Linked DNA regions of Gossypium hirsutum: region 2 is linked to region 1. The links are chromatin contacts, called in public Hi-C maps. All regions are on one chromosome and are shown on one strand. The core of a region is the stretch at or near the end of the contact, and the rest is flanking DNA. Distances in the headings are between cores, read along the strand shown. Region 1 has its middle 11 kb from the start of LOC121223969. Region 2 holds the start of LOC107913209.

The links. A called contact is a pair of places that touch in the nucleus more often than the background predicts.
Region 2: a Hi-C map of leaf shows a contact between it and region 1, with 2.0 times the contacts expected there. The contact joins the promoter of LOC107913209 here to the enhancer-like site in region 1. A contact is called at or near these places in 2 of 34 Hi-C or Micro-C datasets (leaf and petal).

The regions. Positions count from the first base shown.
Region 1 is chrD11:24,597,826-24,603,857 of Gossypium_hirsutum_v2.1, reverse strand. No RefSeq gene overlaps it. Among protein-coding and RNA genes, the nearest start is that of LOC121223969, 11 kb to the right of the region's middle. Within about 2 kb of position 2,352, at least 4 of the 9 cell types and tissues checked have an H3K27ac peak or open chromatin away from gene starts, as enhancers often do.
Region 2 is chrD11:24,729,134-24,735,222 of Gossypium_hirsutum_v2.1, reverse strand. LOC107913209 reads left to right here and starts at 4,110. Exons shown (of 12, transcript XM_016841724.2): 1 at 4,110-4,718; 2 at 4,844-4,945; 3 at 5,819-5,899; 4 at 5,991-6,089. The coding sequence starts at 4,443.

The sequences.
Region 1 (6,032 bases), core at 1,103-3,602:
AAAAATTGGCTTTAATCCTATTTCTCAATACTAGGCATCCTAAATTGCACCATCCATTTTTTCATAAGATCGAACTCATTAATGATAGAATCTGTTAAAAATTCTTGAGCTGTGTCTTTTTCGATGTATCTCACCAAGTAGTTAAAATAAAATCATCCTCCATTCTATTGCGAGGCCTTGTCTTCATAATTTTTATGGCTGAAAATGCTTGTTCGGTTGTTGCAGTATACACAGGAAGAGTTAGCACAAGATGAATAATCCTATCAAGAAAGGATAAATACTTGACTTATTTGTCTTAACTAACACTTGACACAACTCGACAACTGTAAAAACTTTCTGCAACTTTGTGCTTTGATAAACATCAAGTTAAAAATGCTCCAATTAATATTTTTTTATTAAAGTTATTGAAAAATACTTTGTTAATATAAAATGTAACATTATGGTTTAAGGGGGCGAATGTTATACAATGTGGATATCAAATTTAAAATACATGATAATTTATATATAAAATTCAAAAACCTGAAAATTTCCAAGGGGGACGACCATCCCCTACTCCCCCTGGATTCATCCCTGCCTCCTAATATTATTCATTAACAAACCCCAAAGATTTTATATTTTATAATTAGGTCCTTAATAAAAATATAATTTATCAAACAATTCACACTTAATTCAAGCTTGATTCACTATCATCCAACACACATTTCTATCATGTTCTTTCTTAATTTAACTAGATTCTTTAAAGCTTAAACATTCAAAATTCTTTAAGCTTTCAATAATGGCGGTTTGTTTAAAACTCTATCAGTTTCCAAATCCTATACAATCTTACTTACATACAAAAAAAAAATTAAAAATTCACATGGAAATCAAATAAAATCCTCACTTGCATGGTGATTTAAGGGACGGCAAATTGGAAATGGAAGAAAGGTTTTATTCTCTCTTCCACTTTCTTTTATATATATAAGTAATTTAATTAGGCTTAATTAACATCATTTAATTAATTAATATAAAACCATTACTTAATATAAATCATATTAATAACAGTGAATGAGTTTAAGCATATCATCCCACTATCTCAACATTAATGTGGTTTAACTATTCTATAATCTCTTAATTTCTAATTAAATTTTTCTCCATTTTCTAAATTAAACTCAATAATGATTACAATTTTACAATTCAGCCCCTGTACTATTTTTAATAATGATTTAAACTTAGTATCATTTAATAATTCAACTCTAAACTTTTATACTCAATACAAAATCATTCGATTTTAGTTTGTCTACTAACTCAACTTAATTAATTCGGTTCAAAATCAAATTTTACGACACCGTTAAAAGTCGGATCTTTATAGTAACACTATATTACTTACTGTAACAATAATACATAATATATTAATTATCATTATACATTATTGTTTACTATTATATTGATTGAATATGCTTTAAATCCCTATACTCTTTATACATTTGAAAGTTAACCATCCTGCTATATTATATAATACTACATTTTATCATATAATATCTTTTTCGGTAGAAATAATATATTATATATTAATAGTTTATATATATGCATTAATGATTGAACAATATAATATTATGTAATACTATATCGTTTATTATAATCTATAATATAATAATAGTTATATATATAAAGTTCTAGTAGTAGTTACATATATTATTATATTTTGTAACAATATATCATCTATTATAGTTGGTAATTAAAACTAACTTAACCAACCAAATTAAGTCAATTCAAGCAAATTGATTAGTAAATTCAGTTTTGATTTTGTACTAATTAACAGTTCTATACATATAGGCATTAATAGATTTAAAACATATTATTACATTATGTAATACTATATAACATACTATAATAGTAGTACATAATATATTAATTATTATAGTTTATAGTTTATTATTATATTAGTTCGGATACACTTTAAGTCCTTATACTTTTGGTGAGTTAGCCCTCTAAATATATTATATAATATTATATCATATCATATCATATATAATATATTAATAGTTTATATATATACATTAAGATGGAATTAGGTAATTGGTTAATTTAATGATTCATTTAACAGGTATTTAAACTCAAACCTAAGCCAAATATCAACCAAACTAAAACCTAAACCCAATTTAAAATTTATTCAAAGCCCATTCAAAATAATAACCTCTAACATAGAGTGGAAACCTCTTAGCCGCTAAACCCTAACACTATATAATTCAATTAAGCAGTAAAATATAAACCGCGGCGGAAAATGGCCAATATCACTCTAACTAGGGCTTTTTGCGTCGTTGTCTTGATGCTGTTGGCGTCAGTCTGGGCTAGAGATGTACCAGGTAAATACATCGACTATGGTCAGATTCGTGGGTCCTCCCCTTCTTGTGGTGGCGACCTGAAGACATGTCTTCCCCAAAAGCCTGCTGCTAATAGGTACGACAGGCCCTGTAATCACGATAATCATTGTCGCGATGGAAACAAGGGATGAGAGAGCAGTTCTTTTGATACTTCGTTTAAAACTTTTTCTTTTGTTTGTAATTTTTCTTTATCATTTGATGTGTTTGTTTGTTTGGTATAGCATATGGCTAGAGATGTATTCTTTGCTTGATTCTTTTTGTATATTGAAATTTCGTACTATATGAAAAATTGGATTACTTCAAAAAAACGAAAGTATTTTTTCTCTTCTGCTTCCAAGGGTAGAACATTTTCTTGTGATCCAGTCTACTGAGATTCTTGTTCCCTAAGAGGAACCAAGGTCGTTGTGCTGTCCTTTGTTTTGTGCTTTTCTCTCTTAACTCTTTTAAGACTTGTCTCTCTTAATTGGCCAAAAGATTGCTTTTTCTTGGTTTCATTGTCCTCATCTCTTTATCAGGATCTAGTCATATTATATTCTAGCCTTAGAACTAGTTTGGGATTAAATTAAGCTTTATTGTTTATTCTGTTGATCTAACTGCTAAGTTTAGGATTAAATAAAGCATTTAGCTTTTTATTTTCTTTGATCATTCATGGTTGAAAAAGGGTTAGAGGGTAGTTATTTAAGCTTTATACTATTCCAAGTTTAAATACCTTAATAGGTATTGGTTTTGTTTTGGATGGTGACGTTCCATTGGAGGTGTTGCTCTTCAGTAGCTGTCTTGGTATCTTGATATTCATGTCCTCCCTTCCAGTCCTGACAACTTTTAAAATTCTTGGTGTTGCTCCTTTGCCTACAATCAATTAAATTTTCATTGATGGTCCTGTATCTTCCTTAAATACTCTTTTTGTTCCATTATATAGGATATCCTTATTATTTGGTTTTTTCAGTGTATAAAATACTACCCATTTATCACTTGGCTTTCATTGGTTGGACATATCTGCAACAGAAGTTCCAAGAATCTTGCTTTGAGCAGCTAAAATCAATTAACACTTGCCAAACTCATATTTGTAGGCCATTATTTTTCTTTCAATTTTAGCAGGAAAGATCCAACTTTAGTCCCTAATCTATTTAGAAAGAAATTTTGTTAAGGTAGCTTTATGTGGTCTAAGAATTTATCTATTTAGGTGCACCCAAATTATTTTAAGTACTAAATTTCACAATTTAGTGTTCTTTCGGATTTCATCGCATCTCAGACAAGATCACGTACTTTTTAGATTACGTTTTTTACCTACCTAAATATATGAAAGTGATAAATGGACTTTAGAAGGCCTATCACAGTGCCCGTAATAACTAGACACAATATATCGTATACTTAAGATTTTGATCTTAATGTTGATGAGACCTTGGTTTGATGGTATGAATAAAGTCTTGGAAATTTTGAGATTTAAGTTTAAGTTCACCACATGTGGGTTTAGCGTTATTAACATCTTATATGAAAGAGATCGACTTGACAGTTGTTGGATTGAAGATGAGGGGCTTGCAAAACGAGAGATGAGCGGTGAGGGTGCTGGAGATGATGCTCTTTGTTGCAAAACTAATGAGGATAGTGTAGGTTAAAGAGATTTTTACCAAGTAGCAATAAGATTATAGAAAAGAAAAAAAGGATGCCTCTTCATGGATACATGCATGTTTATTTTGTATACAAAATCCTCCGGTTGTCCTTAAGACTGCCGTTTGCATAAGAGTGCATGAGGGCCAAGCTGTCTGGAACATGTGTCTTTAGTCCAATGGGACACTACCTCCAATCCTTTTATTAATCCTACCGCCTAATGTGTATTGGGTATTATTGGTGAGGGGTTCATAATAATTTGTTATCCAAATATTCTGCGCCAGTCGAATGTTCTTAGAATTTGAGCCTTTGGTTTTTTTGGGGATGGGGGTTTAGTTCTGATTTCTATGTTGTAAATGTAAGGATGGATTATTGCATGTCATGGTACCGAATAAGAGGTACTTCTACAAACAATGAGGTATGTACTTGGATTAAAATTAAGGTATATAGTTGGTGTAGAAGCTGAAGTTTTGGCCACTGGGGCAGTGTTTTCCTCTATCTAAATTATGTGGCCCAGACTGTTGCCAAGACTTTGGACTGCAAGGCTAGATCGGCCTGCATATGTTGTCATCCAAGAGGCTACTTCAATACTGATTTTCAACATCATTACCCAAAGCATGCTAGTCAGCTATAACTGTCCGAATGTTGTAGCTTTCTCGTTATAAATAATTCTGAGCATTGCATGGATGGAGATAAGGTGTATTTTTCACTTTTTTGAGAGAATGATGTGGACATCACAGGAGAGTATTCTTTTCTAGAGCCGGCAATGGAGCTACACAAGGACACCATGACTGAATCAAACCCTTCATTTATTGGGACTTTCCGGGACCCTCTTTTTGTTTTTGGGTTTAAACCCAAACTGTGATTGGAAAGTTCCATCATCAGCAAATTCAACTAACAAAATCCAAGCGCACAATCATTCCAAATTTATGGCTTGCTTGCTAATGGTGCTAGCAGTCTGTTAGCTGGTCCGGGCCTAGTGCATGGTACCTGTCCCTGGTGGTTCAGTTTTCTACGTGTCTATTTGGACCACGTCTACAGCCGATTGGGACAGTGACTGATTGTTTCTTTTTAATCAAAAGATAAAAACCTGCAAAAAATAATGCCAAAGATGCTTTTAATAAAATGTTATTTTGTACCCAGTAAAATCTGGCATCGAATTTTCCCAAAAGACAATTGGTCATCTCATCTATACAATGTCATGCATGTGAAATTGTTTGCTACAAAGTTTTTTCTGGCTCTATGGCTTGTTTTGGCTTTTAAATCAAAGATTCGATAGATATTTCATGATTTAAAGCCTCGTTTGGCTTTTCCCATTTCAAGATCCTTCGTTCCTTACAAAAGCAATATAAAAATAAAAAAAATGTGTTGGAGATATTTAAGAACCAATCGTTTCTAGCCTCACAACATAAAATAGACCCCAAACAAATGCCTCCTTGTTCTCTTTTTTATTCTCATTAATATTATTCGGATCTGCTTTTGCCTTTTTTCATAGATTGCATCAAACTTCAGCATATGTTCCACTTTTTTGCAATGGAGTCCCCTTATCTGGAAGCATTGAAAAGAACAATTAGAAATGGAGTGGCACCTTGGGGGGCTTGGGCCCATCTTCTATACATTATTTAAAGTGAAAGTCTCTTTTTTATTAGTTTTAGACTTTAGTTGCTTGGTTTGGCTCTGAATGCTGGTGGTTTAATCCTATTCATTTTATTATTATTTGTATTATGTCTTGAAGCTAATGGCGTACTGAAATCTCAAGGATGTGATAGTCTTTTTAATGTATAATTCCCATTGTCCTTTTTGCTAAAAATGAGTTCACAAACTTTGTGATTTTGGGTATTTTGATTTAAGTTTTTATGTGTGAAAAAATTATTTTCAAGTTTGTAGTTAATTATTGAATTTTTCTTAAGAAAAGGTGATAATAATGAATTGTAATTTAATTTTTTTAAAAAAATCAGCTTAATTAAAACGTTATTATTTTAATTAATAAATTTTGAGTATAGTGATAAGATACATCACACTTATCAAGAAAGAACAAAATCATGAAAACAACATTATTAAAAT
Region 2 (6,089 bases), core at 2,861-5,360, 130 kb before region 1:
AATTCTGATATCTCTCTCGAGCTCATGACTTAATTACCCGATTCTATTAACCAAATTTTTAAGGTGTGAGAAAAAAAAACCCTTGGCTGATAACTGGGCCTCATCGAACTACTATCGTGACACCCTATAGTCGATGTCAAGACATTGAACATCGAATAACTCCCCTATTTGGTTCAAAGTTTGTTGTTGTGACACTGAATTATTGTTGTTGTGACATTCAAGGTTGGATTTTCCCTTTGTAGGTGCGAAGTTGGATGTCACGACATTGCAAGGTGGTTGTTGCGACATTGAACTTCGAATATAATAACTCTCGCTTCGAAGTTGGATGTCGCAACACAAAGGTTTGGTTATTACGATATTGATGCCTTAATGCTCCTAAGTAGCTTCAAAGTTAGGTGTTGCAACATCCTGGGCAACCCGCTGACTTATCAGTTTAAAGCAATGTCTTGCACACTCAGTCAACACATTAGTCTTCCCTTAGGCTCGGATTGGCCTAACAAATCATAAAACCCCCTAAAATGCTCATTTTATTGAATTTGAATATAATCGCACTAAATCGAGGAACTAATTAAAAATCTAACAAATTAATTGAATACAAGCTCATTAAGTGACGAAAGAGCTCAATTTGTCACAACTAATTGTGGCAGATCAAATTCCCCCACACTTAACTCATTGCTTGCCCTCAAGAAAACAAGACGCTCACATGAAAAAATAAAAAGAAAAGACATCCCTTGAGCATGCTTCATACAATTGTTTAGTTCGAAACATAGATAACATTAAGGTTTTCTAAACATGCAATTTCGACATGATATGTAAACTACTTACAATTTTTAATTTAAAAATGAGAGTTCATTAAATTACAATGTAAATAAGTAGAAAGATAACTAAGCATATGACTCCATCAGAACGACTACACAGTTATGGCATTTATGTTAGAAGAATGCAAGCAATTACACTTTCACGTGCTTATCATGATTTTTATCCATAGAGAAAGTCAGCTAAGTCACATAGGACTTTTCGACTTGTAATGTTCTGAGGCTGAAGGTTGGCTCGGAATTCAAGAACAAGGCATACAAAATGGTTCAAGCACAAAAGTAGTTTGACAAATGATATTGTTCCATATGCATCCCTAGTATAATTTTCGACTCACCTCCTTATATCCCCTTCTCTCACCTTCCTTTTCTCTCCATATGCGAATACACTGTATAATATTGGAAAGTATAGTCAGCTTAGCGAGTTTTGTGCAACATGAATGAAAACTTCCAAAGTATTAATGATTTTTAAGGGATCACTTTATTTCACTATTTTTCACTCACACTGCTTTTAAACTATTCCATGCTTTTATCTCTTGCTTTGCTTTTACCCCTCACAATGCTTTTGGTCTCTAACTATTTTTCATTTATGCACTTAATTGTAAGAAATATATAATTACTATATCATATCGTTTCTTACTTTTACACTCTACATTTTTTTGAAACTTCTTTGATGTATCTACCTAGCCCTTAATATCTGTGAGCCGACATCTAAATTCGCACATTAATTCAGGGACCAAGAAAGGGTAAACAACTTTTATTTTCAGCTTATGGTTTCATATTAAGGTTCATCAAAAAGCAGATTAGGCTCAAATATCGATACTAGGGTATAAATGCATATGGTTAGCTTTTTGGCACTATTTTTTACCAAACAATGCCTTAAGTCGTCCCTAGGCACCTCAATATTCATAGATTCAATCATAGAAGCTATGAAATTATAACTCCTTACAATTCAAACAACATACCTGTTCCCGATGTATTCATTCATCATTTGGTACACTCAATCAAATTTTAGCCATTTATAGTGTAATAGAATGAACTAACTAGTCTAGATTTTAACAACCTAGAATATCATACTAACATGCTAAATTTACAAGTTTTATGCAACCAATCCTATTAACATGCTCCTAACCAATTACTTGCACTACTGCAAGCTCAATCACAATGCACACAAAAGAAAAAACTTCAACAAAAAAGACAATTAAATAAATAAAAACAATAACACATAAACTAAAAAGTTTTTATGTAACCCCCGACACTTTAGATTGCACATTGTCCCTATGTGCTCCCACTATAGATAAGAGATAGAAAAACCTTTTTTTTTTAAATGGTATAGTGAGGTGTAGTTAGGTCGTCCTACTCTTGCATGTTTAGGTCGATAATATTGGGCATTCTTCAGATGGGTCGCTGACTGCCGCTAAATGTGCAAACATTTGGACAAAAAATATTGTAGCAAAAGGTATAGAAATAAAACAGTGGTGTCCGCAGAGTAGGTGATGTCTGTTTCGATAATTTGTTAAGTGTCGAGATGTAATACCCAAGATATGGACCCAATTATTCGGGTTAGGTTGAGGGTGTTACACACCTTAAATGTACTTTTGTTTGAGATTTATGTGGTATTAGAAAATGCTCGATCTAACCATTTTATATTTATTCGACCACCACTAAACTTGTCTAACACCCTGCCTAGTAGCTGCTAGCTAATTGGCCTCCAATCCTCAATGTGCACTACACCTGTAACGACTACCCCATTAATCAGTAGGCTGAGTTGTAATGCAATATCCTCAAGTGTAATTGTTCATTCACTGTACGAAAAATGGAATGTGTGTGTTTCGTGTCTCCATCTCTCCAGCAAAGCGCTGATAAGTATAGGATCCAATTTAGTCTCATTCAAGTACCATTCTATAACACGTGATGCTTTCAGACTTAAATTGTGTATAGGTTTCAATAATTAGATCTTCGTCCTAATTATATAAACACAAAACACAAAACACAAAACACAATCAAAATACTAAATAAATTTCAAAAACTTAATAATGCTATTAACAAAATAAAAAAATATAATAATATTCTCATATCATCTGTAATTGGACATTGGATATGTGTTTATGATCCAGAAGAATTAATGTCATTGACATTTTTAAAACCTATAACGTTTATCAAATTAATTTATGCAATATACAAAAATTAATTTAATGAATGAATAAAATAAAATTTTATAATATTATTAAAATACCGTTAAATTAATAATTTATTTGACATAAAAATATTGTTAAATTGTATAATATAATTTGGCCCTATTATTAAACCAATTGTTACTTGAGATATTTCAGATGATAAGATTACCTTATGTTACTTGAGATATTTGAAATGATGAAAAGTAAACAAAGGCATGAAATTACTAATATCTGGTAACAAAAGAAAATATATTTTAGACTTTATTTAGAGATTGAAATAAAAATTGAGAGGAAGATGATTTTGAGAATAAAAATTAGAATTTGGATCGATGAAATTGAGTGAGAAAGAATTGAAATGTAAAGGGTTTATTTAGGGATGGAGGCAGGGTTAGTCGTTAGGTTATTTAACTTTTTTTTTAATTACATATTTATTTTATCATTGATCCAATGGTTTCTAGATTTTCTAATTGATGAGATTCAATGATTCTAACTTAATCTTTTTTGTTCTAAATGTTTTGTAGAGCGCTAGTATCATGTAAGTAAAAACACACTTTATTGGATGTGATTTCAAGAAAAATGTGTCCAAAATAATGCGTTTTTGCTTACGTGACATTCACGTCTTGCAAAATCAGCCTACACCCCTAATTTTTCTCAAAAATCACCTCAATTCCTTAATTTTTATTTTAAATCAACATTTTTCCCTAATTTTGCCCAACTATCAATATATATATATGGTGAAAATTTCTTTGTTGAAAAATTTTAGGTTAAAAAATGCCATAAGTTTCTATATTCTTATAAATTTGACATTTAGTCTTTTAAGTCTTTATTTCTAGAATTTTATTCTCTTTACTTTTTTAAGATTTCAAAATTTATATCCAACTGCTAACATTGTTAAAATTATTTCGTTAAATTTAGGTCCATTGCAATATAATTTTTTAATTACATGACTACTAATTGAGTATTTGTTTTTCATTTCAAAATTTCAAACCAACAAATTTGATAAAAAAAAACTTAAATTTTAAAATTTGAAAAATGAAAAGACTATATTCTTAAATATAAAAGTATAAAATCTAAAATCTAAATGTATTAAGTGGACATTTTAATCAAAATTTTAAATTCAAAATATAAAGAAAGGAAAATGGAAAAAGAATCCGGGATTCACTAAAGATAATATCCACGCGACGTGCAGTTTCAAATGCCGGAGATAACACTAGTAAAACTAATAGAAAGAAAGAAATTAACAGCCACATGGCTCCTATATAACCCCCAAATTCCAGTTTCTCAACCTCTTATCCGCCGCCATTATTGCTTCTGGGGGGAATTTGCTCTTTTCCTTTTCCAAATCCACACACAAGAAGATTGAAAAAACAAACAGAATCAGCAATTTTAACATTTTACACTTTTTCTATTCTCTCTCATAAACACTTTCCCCTAGAAAATTAACCAAACACACATGGACTCTTCCCCTGTCAACTGGGAAGCACTCGAAGCTCTCATCATCGATTTCGCCAAATCAGAAAACTTGATCGAGGACTCTTCCCCACCCTCTTCCCCTTCTCTCTCCTCTTCCCCTTCCCTCTCTTCCTCTTCTTATCTTTCCAGGTTAATCATTCGCCAGATCAGAAGCTCCTTAGAGGCCGGTGACGTTGACGCCGCCATCGATCTCTTCCGAGCTCATGCTCCTTTTGTCCTGGAAGATCATCGCCTTCTCTTTCGGTTACAGAAACAGGTTAATATCCTACTTCTCTCTTATTATTTTGTATTAATTAGAATGTGCTTTAGCTGTAGTTAGTTCCTTCGTTTTTGGAGTTTTAAATTTTACATCGTTGATTGAAGTTTTGTTTTCTTTTGAAGAAATTTATTGAATTATTGAGGGAAGGAACTACGGAGGATCGTGGCCCCGCAATTGATTACTTAAGGACGTTTCTTGCTCCTTGTGCTCTCAATGCCTATCCAGTAATGTTATCTTCCTTTGTTTGTTTTTTTTTTGGCTTTTAATTTAATATTTGGACTCATAAGATACTTTTTTTTTTTAATTTGAGGAACCTTGATTTAATATTATTCTTTTATTCATCGCCGTTTTTATTTGAATTAATTAAGAGGAATAGTATGATACATGCACGGTGTGGTCTTTAAAGTTTCATTGTAGTTAAGGGCATCTTATTGTCAGCTAAAGTGCTTTGTATATTTTCTTAATCCTTAATCTGGTTTGAAAAGATTGTGCTATTCTTTGGATGTGGGTCTTTTATTTGATTCTGGTAAATAATGGAGATAGAGTATAGGGAGCTACGGTGCTGGTGTGATGTTGGGAATTCCTTTTTGAAGTGGAATTTTAAAAATATGAAACGGGAATCTTTTAGCAGCTGCGTAGTTGTCTTCCTGTCACCCTATATGCTCGTGTTCTACCAAATTCTTAATTGAGATTTGGAGGAGGTTTGATTTTTTCAAACCTTCAGAGACTAGACATTATAATTGGAAAATGAACTTCCCAGGTGTGTGTCAATGTTATTGATCATATAGAACGTGCATAAATTTAAAAGCTAGTCATTTGGATAAGGCGATCCAATCTTAGACTTGGAGTGCTGTTGGGGTTTTAGAGTTGACTTACAATCGAGGATAAGGAGAATCAAATCTCTGAATTGTTTTTCAACTTAAAGTACAGTTACTTGGTGACATTTTTGGGGGTGGATTTGGCAGTCTAACTGTTGCTTATAGTACTTTTATAGAATCAATTTAATGCCTGTATAACATACCTAAAAAACAATTGATCAATTGAAATATATTCTGTTCACTTGGGAGTTCTGATAGATTTTTGCATCTGTATTTAAGGAAGCATATGAGGAATTCAAGCATGTTCTTCTTGCCTTTATATATGACAAGGATGATCAGACTTCCCCAGTGGCAAATGAGGTGAGTTGGAATTTGTTCCCATGGCAAATATTACTATGATTGGTGAGAAAAGGAGTCTTGTGCTTACAAGAAATTGTTATAATGTGCACAGTGGGCTGAGAAGAGGAGGTATGAGATTGCTGGATTAATGTCTTCTGTTTTAAGAGCCCATTTACATGCATATAATCCAATCTTTTCAATGACATTGAGA